Regions from separate parts of the Arachis hypogaea genome. Here region 2 is linked to region 1. A link is a contact called in public Hi-C data. All regions are on one chromosome and are shown on one strand. The core of a region is the stretch at or near the end of the contact, and the rest is flanking DNA. Distances in the headings are between cores, read along the strand shown. Region 1 holds the start of LOC112755341. Region 2 has its middle 14 kb from the start of LOC112755342.

What was found. Hi-C and Micro-C count contacts between places; a contact is called where the count stands out from the background.
Region 2: a Hi-C map of leaf shows a contact between it and region 1, with 1.6 times the contacts expected there. The contact joins the enhancer-like site here to the promoter of LOC112755341 in region 1. A contact is called at or near these places in 3 of 8 Hi-C or Micro-C datasets (leaf and an unstated tissue).

Annotation. Positions count from the first base shown.
Region 1 is chr16:140,271,217-140,275,264 of arahy.Tifrunner.gnm2.J5K5, forward strand. LOC112755341 reads right to left here and starts at 2,199. Exons shown (of 9, transcript XM_025803367.3): 1 at 1,896-2,199; 2 at 237-356; 3 at 37-151. The coding sequence starts at 341.
Region 2 is chr16:140,304,705-140,308,752 of arahy.Tifrunner.gnm2.J5K5, forward strand. No RefSeq gene overlaps it. Among protein-coding and RNA genes, the nearest start is that of LOC112755342, 14 kb to the right of the region's middle. Within about 2 kb of position 2,282, at least 2 of the 3 cell types and tissues checked have open chromatin away from gene starts, as enhancers often do.

The sequences.
Region 1 (4,048 bases), core at 949-3,448:
AATATGGAAAAGGAAATGATGAAACAAGAGTTGCACCTTGCATCTCCTCCTCATAAAACCCATGTGGAATGCGGCCAATATACAACACTGTTGCGGCACTCTCCAAAGGCTTCTGTTCAGGGAGCTTGCGAGCAGGACCACCTTCCAAGGGCTAAAGCAAAAATAAAATAAAACAAAATAACCAAAAAAGAACAAAATTAGAAGCGATGTCAACATTCATTCACATTCATTCATACCAAATAATCAGGAGCCTCTGATTTGTTGATGGAAGAAGATGATGGCTTGGTAGAAGTAGCCTTCTTCAAACTCTTCTTCATAGCTTTCTTTGCCTTGGCCCCCATCTCTCTTACCGAATCCTAAGAGCGAGAAAAGTTGACACTTTCAGACACTTAATAGAAAAAAATACCGGCAAATTTTAAATAGTAACAAGTTTGCTACTTGTTGAACAGTTTTTTTTCCCCTCCAAAAGATAAAAATATAAAGACTCTTTCCAAAGAACCGAACAGAGCCAAAAACCATAGCTGGAGTACACACCAAAAAAGGGGGAGAGAAAAAAAGCAGAACATAAATTACCAGAAATCAACAACAGCACAACAAAAATGAAGGGCGAAGGGTGGACAAGCTAAGGAGAGGGATGAGAAGCCACTGATAAATGGAAGGGGTTAGGTTTTGGATTCTTAATTTTGTTTATATAGTTTCCTCTCAGAGAAAGGGCATCGATGGACCTGTCAAAAACATTTATGGAGTGTACCCATCACCTATTTCCTTAAAATTGCAAAAGAGCCCTGAAAATTTCTTTTTAAGTTTAATTGGCTGTTGGTATGCAAGCAAGCAAGCAGGCCGTCTCCCACCGCCTATTGGGGCGGTCATATACCTCTACCCTGCCCTACCTAACAGTTGGCTGGCAGTCTTAGCCCTCCGGTTTCTTTTTTTTTAAGAAAGAAATTTACTAAATCCATTAAATATTGAAAAAATCATATAATTTCACAAAGATTTCAATAAAGAAATCTGACTTAGTTAAACCCTAAACCAGCAAAGCTCAAAGCAAAAAAAAAACTGCATCATTTTTTAACAAAAATCTGACTTAGTTTTTAAACCCTAAGCCAGTAAAGCTCATTGATTTGAAAATCTAATTAATCATTAAAGGCTAATATTTCAAAATGGGGTAAAGAAAACAACTGCAAGTAGTGTTGTAGACTTTTAGATGGTAGAAAGTATTGTAGATAATTGGAAAAAAATCAATCACTAACATAAACATAACACTATTGACAGGGAAATAATTACTGGTATAAGTCTTCAAAAAAAATGGGTGACTAAAATGAGTGCAGAACCAAAAAAATCAAAAGAACATCATAACTACCAATTTATATTGCAGTAAGTCCAAACACAAAAAGAACAAACCAAGATATAAAAAAAAAAACCATAATCGAGCAGAAACTAAAGGCTTCAATTGATGTTAGTCAATAAGAGGTGCATTGGAAATTTGCTTATAGTAAAAAAATCAAACAGTTTCGAGAGAAATACCAGACCTAAGAAAAGACTAACAGCCAGAACAAAATTCAAACACTAACAGAAACAGAACACAAATGAAAAGGTGATAATGACTTATATAGGTCTCAAAAGAAATGAGGAACATAATGGAATTAAGATTACACCACTAACATATGAACATAAAATATTGCAGAACGTCTATATAGAAACCAAACAATAAAATATTAAAAAGATAATTGGGAACAAACTAATGACTTAAATTGAAAATAGTCAAGAATAGGTACATGGCCAACTTGCTTGTACTAAAAAAATCAATCACTGTCGACAGAAATGCAAAAACTAAGAACAAAATAATAGCAGAAACAAAAATACAATCACTAACAGAAACGGAACACGAATGAGACCTTTAGACGAGTGAGGGACGGCGGCGAAGGCACGAAGCAGAGGAATGGGGGAACGCGAGAGCGGCGGATTAGAAGCTAGGAACGCAGCCACAGAGGAATGGAGGGAGAGGTGCGACAGCGTCGGAGAAGAGAGCGAGAGTGCTCGCAGGTGTGGAGGCTGCTATTGTGTGTGTTAGCCTGTTAGGGCATTTAGCGCCACCGAGTAGGGTTTCTTGCAAATCGGGTCGGGTTATGGGTCTGGGTATGTTTTTTGTTTTTTGTTTTTTATTTTTTATTTTTTTTCCAAAAAACAAAGTGTTAGGCCCTCCGGGCTTTTAGCGCCACCGTGTAGGTTTTATCGTAAGGCTTGATTTGGTTAAAAAACTTGTGCGTTTGTATTTATAATTTTTAAAAGATAAGAGTGGTTTTTAAAAAACCTAAGGTTAAGATTTTTAAAGATAACTTGTTATCAAAATTAAAAAATTTAATATAATTTTATATATTAATTAATATTTAAATTTAATTTTTATATTAATATTTAATATAATATTTTTAAAATTTAAAAATTATTTTATTAAATGCATTTGTTGTATTTGTGTTTATGGAAAGTAATTTTTAATTTAATTTAGTTTAATTTAATTTACTAAACATAGTGCTATAACTTTTTTGATTTCCATTTAAAAATTTATCTCTAGATGTTCTAATTTTTAAAAAGTAAAATTTCTACTAAATTAAGTTTAAGTTAGAGTGAATTATGAGTTTGGATTTTTTTTTTTTTTTTAGTTTGTTTTAGGCCTAAAAAACAAAATGGCGTGCCCATCGGACAAGCTCATCCCAACCAAGCCTGTAGCTCAAACGGTAGGAGTTAGGCAAAATTTTTTAAGTTTAATTATTCTGTTGGTATTTATAATTTTATCAAATTTTTAATTATATTTTTATATTTTTTTAATTTAATTTTCATACTGTTTTTAATTTTATAATTAGATAATTTCTAGTATAAAAAATGTTAAAATTAAATAAATATTTTTTCACAAATAAAAGATATTTATAATTAAAAATCTAATTAGATTTGACTGCAAAATATATTTTATTAATTTTAATGTTTTTTATATGAAAATGATTTAATTATAAAATTAAAAATAATATAAAAATTTAATTAAAAAAAATATAAAAATTTAATTAAAAATTTGATAAAATTATAGAGACTAATAAAATAATTAAACTAATTTTTTATTATGATAATCTTAAAGTTTTAGTATGTCTTCCATTTTTTTTATGAGTTAAGTAGGTCAATCTGGCAGATTTCGATCCATTTATCTCTCGTATGTGCAACAAAATTTCTATACATCAAGTATTTAAAATCATTAATGTTTAATGTTCCCATAAGATAAGAATTCAAATCCACTTCACCATAAATTTAAATTTTGACCCAAAGTGGTATGATTTGTTAGAGAAAAATTTGGAATCGGGTTTTAAAAAAAATAATATATCAAAGAGTAAATAACAAAAAAAAAAGTTATGCATACATTGTTTTAATTTTTAATATTTAAGTTAAATTTTAATTTCATATACAACTTTTATAACGAATATTTTATTTTATTTTATTATTTTAATATCAAATCACAATAATTACTGCCAATGAGTTATAGCTCAAATAACATAGTTTTTCCATATTCAATTAAGAGGTTGTGAGTTCGAGTCTCTTATCTTTGGTAAAAAAAAAAATCACAACAATTACTACTACAATAATTATAATTACAATTGTTAATGTTATGTAGAAGAAGATCAAACTCTTAACGTGAAGAAGTTGATACAAGTAAAAAAATAAGAATTTAATCATCCTTAAATTAAAATAATAAGACTTACATATGATAGAAATTACAAATTTAATGATAATTAATCACTTACATTGTCATATGATAATTAAAATTTAATGATAATTAACAACTTATATTATCACTGAGTAAATTCTTATAATAATCTCTGAGATTCATGCTTTTACCTAATATAGTCCTTAAAATTTTAATTTTATAACTGTAGTCTCCAGATAGAGCTTAAGACATTATAGTGGTCATTAGACACCTTTTTAGTGATGACTCAATTATGGAAGCACTGATGTAGCATCACGTTGCCATATTGAAGTGTGCAACAGCTAGCTAAACTGACCATATTGC
Region 2 (4,048 bases), core at 1,032-3,531, 34 kb after region 1:
GCACGAGAAAAATTGAAATTTAATATTGTTTTAAAATATAAAACTCCTTTAATCTAATAAAAAATAGAAATTAAAAATAATTGTTTTAGTTTTATCATAAATTGTATCTATTCTATTATTTGTCAATAAAAACAAAAAATTAATTACAATTTAAAAATTAATAACCTTATAAATTATGTAAATATCTAAAGCTAACAACTTAAGAAAGTATATTTAAAAATTTAAAAACTAACCACCTAAGCAGATAACTTAAATTTTAAAAAATAACAACTTAAGCAAAACAATTTAAGCAAATAATTTAAAATTCAAAAGATAACAACCTAAGCAAATAACTTATAATTTATAAATAAAATTTTAAAAATTTCTAATAACGACACCTAAGCAAATAATTTCCAAACTTAATGTATTAGTGTCACATAGCAAAAAATTCTCCATTTTTTTCGAACTACTAAATTAGTTCAATTTTTTAGGAACGATAAAAAAAAGATTAAGTATGGAAAAAATATATATTAATTTTTTTTAAAATAGTATAAATAAACTCACATTTTAAGAAAATAAGTAATTTCATTCAATTTAATCTAATATTTTGTAGTTAGCAAATTTGCTTATAAATGATGTAGATAAAAAAGATATTTTTAAAGACATTTGCTTACTTAAGAATTAAAAAAAATATTTTAAATTAAAAAGTTTAAACAAAGTGTTTTAATTAGCAATTATAAATTAGAATTAGATTTTTTTTAAATAATTATACATTAAAAATTAATAACTAACTTAATTATATCAACAATATTTCATATTAGAAATATAAAACTTTATGATATCAAATACTAAATTAGAAATTAACAAAATATCAACGGTATGAATTGAAAAAAAAAATCACAAGTAATAACCAAATAACATTAATTTATATTTAAAAAAATTTTAAATTTCAAACATAAAAATTCAAAAAAAAAAAAAACAATTTAAGAACAAATAATATTTTCACCAAAACAAATATATATTTGACATTATTCTATTAGATAGGCTTAAAAAGGGGATTCTAAAATATGCCATTCAAATTCTCAATTTTTATTCTCAATCTTTATCATCTTGCAAGTTGAGGTATCTCCTTCCGCTCCCGAATCTTCGGACTCCAAGAATAGTTGCTTGGTTGGTGTAATAGCATTTTTCAACACTTAAGATCCACCATTGTCCGCAATCTCATTGGAGAATTCAAGTAATAAATTCTGTACAAAATACTACGTTAAATAAAAGACATCATTTTCATATTTTATTTTAACTCAATAATATTTTTTAAATAAAATTAGACTTCAACTTTATGAAAACAAAAAAAAAATCTTTTGAAGGAGATAGCTACAACTTGAACACTTGAAGATTTTTGTAAAAACATAGGTAAATCTATTTAAATTTTACAAAAATATAGGTAGAATTTAAAATTTAATTTTATTATATCAAATAAAATTAAAAAATTAGCTCCATGTTAATAATTAAAAATATTTTGAAATGTGATAGTTACTTAATTATTTCACAATGATGTGTTGATATCAAATTTTATTTTAAATTTTAAAACTTTAAAATATTAATTAATTAATTATTCTTTTAGAGAAAATAGATATTAGAATTATAATTTAGTATGGTTACAAAAAATATATTATATTTAAATTTCATTAACTTATCAACATTTAATTTAAGTATAATTTAAATTTAAAAAATAAATTTAAGTTTGACTTGAATATAAAAAAGAATATAAAGTAACTACAATAATTACGTGAACTTATTTATTGCTACTAGTTATTAAGTGAACTTAATTTTTTTGAAAATATTAATTTATTAGTTTTTCTTTAAATAAAAGAGTAATATTATTATAATTAAAGTAAAATATAACTATAATTTAAAAATTTAAAAGTAACTTTTTAAGCAAATAATTTATAAATAATTCTTTAAATTAGCACAATAATATTAAAAATTAAATATCTAATAATTTAAAAAAAATATATTTAAAAATTTAAAAATTAAGCACATTTATTTTATGAATGTAGTGTGATTGGTTCATCTTGATTGTAATAGGCTTATACTCTATTCTATGGGAAAAGCACAAAGAACAAATAGAAACCAAAATGGGACATCGCGATGATAATGATATACATTTGCCGGTTACAAAAGGTAGCGCTCAAAATTTTGGAAATCAAGATTCAAAAAATGATGCCACAGTAGATCATTGCACCCAAGAAAATTTTGGTCACAAACGTGTGTCGTATACGACGCAACCAGATGCTGATGTATTTGCATTTCAAAAGTATTAGTCAGACAAATAATAAAGTCAAAAGTATTCATCAAAGTCATTCGTGCCCTTTTGATTTTTGGTGCGGGAGAGAGAAAGGTGTATATCAATATGGTGTGAACAGAGAAGTGTTTTATTTGGCTATGGAATGACACAAATTGGAGGTACCGATTTGTTTGCATTGTTTTGTTTTTTAAACAAACAATCACAAATCGGACCGTCCGATTTGTGATTTCGAAAATAAAAAAAAAATTTAATGTTAAAATCGGACTGTCCGATTTTTATTTTAACAAATAAAAAAAATAAAAAATACAAATCGTATCATCCGATTTAGAGTTTAATTTTTTCTTTAAACAAATCGGACCTTCCGAATTGTAATTTATTTTTTTCATCAAATAAATCGGACTGTCCGATTTGAATAAAACATCATATGAAAAAAAACACTTAATTTTCCAATAACAATGTATTACACATATATTTAACCATATAAAAAAAATTAGCCTCATTCGTGTATCACATGAGAAAATTTTTTTGTATCACAGTTACTTTATGAGCATTGATGATTCAATATTTCACTCACAAATCGTATTGAAAAGACAAAAAAAAATTCTAATAGTAGTACTATGGATTTAAAAAGCGATTTTTTTTGTCTCAGGCTTTTGCAACACTTCTGTTTTATGGATTAAAAAATTTAAAGATGGAAGTAGAATGAATGATATATTTTAATATTATAATTTTTTTTATATTTTTTAAAACTACAAAAAGTATAAAAATTGGATCCTCCAATTTGTGTTTAAAAAATTTAGAATACACAAATCAAACCGTTCTATTTGTATAACAAATTTAGAATACACAAATTAATTATGTAACACAAATGGTTGCGAAAGATATTACTATTTTTTTTTGTGACTATTCTACCACTAGACCACTCGTGCTTCTTTTACTATTTGTGTAAAAAATTTGGAGTACACAAATTTAAAGTACAAAAATTAGACCATCAATAGCACGCTTATGTAGATATGCAAATTAATTATGCACACAAATGATTGGAATTTTTTATTTTAATAAATAAATCAAATATAATAATTATCGAAATAAATAATTTAAAAAATATTTACCGAAATAAATATACTTCTCTTATCTCGTTTACACTGTAAACGAGATATATGTAATTTTTCAATTTCCGTATATCTCATTTACCGTATAAACGAAATAGATGTTATTTCGTTTACACTGTAAACGAGAGACGGTAAACAAAATATATGTATTTATAAATAATTTAATATACTTTTTTATTCGTCCTGGCACTAGGGTGGCCGAGCTTAGCGACTCAGAGCAAGTGGCTGTCGGAGAGGAAGAGCTATACGTCGGCCTGGATCGAACACCGCGGCGGAAATACCTGCAAAAGATACTCCGACGCTCAAGTTAGTGATAATCTCGAGTGAGAGTAATTAAGTAAGTATGAAGACTGAGAATGAAAACCTGAACCTTAGCCGAGGATATTAGCTCGGCTTTATAGGAGTTGTTTTATCCGCTTCACTGGGGATAAGTCCTAGTTTGTAGGTTAGTTATGATATTCTGTTTTGGTGATTAGGCTTGCTGAGCACATTTCTAATTTTCAAACGGGTGAGGCCGTTGTTATCTGCTTTCGGGCCGAACTTTTCGGGCAGCTGGTGTGAGGCCGATCTTATCTGCTCACATGCCGAGCTTTTCGGGCGGCCGAGGTTTGTGGTAACGTATCATAGCCCCCAAGCTTGCTTTGGTTTG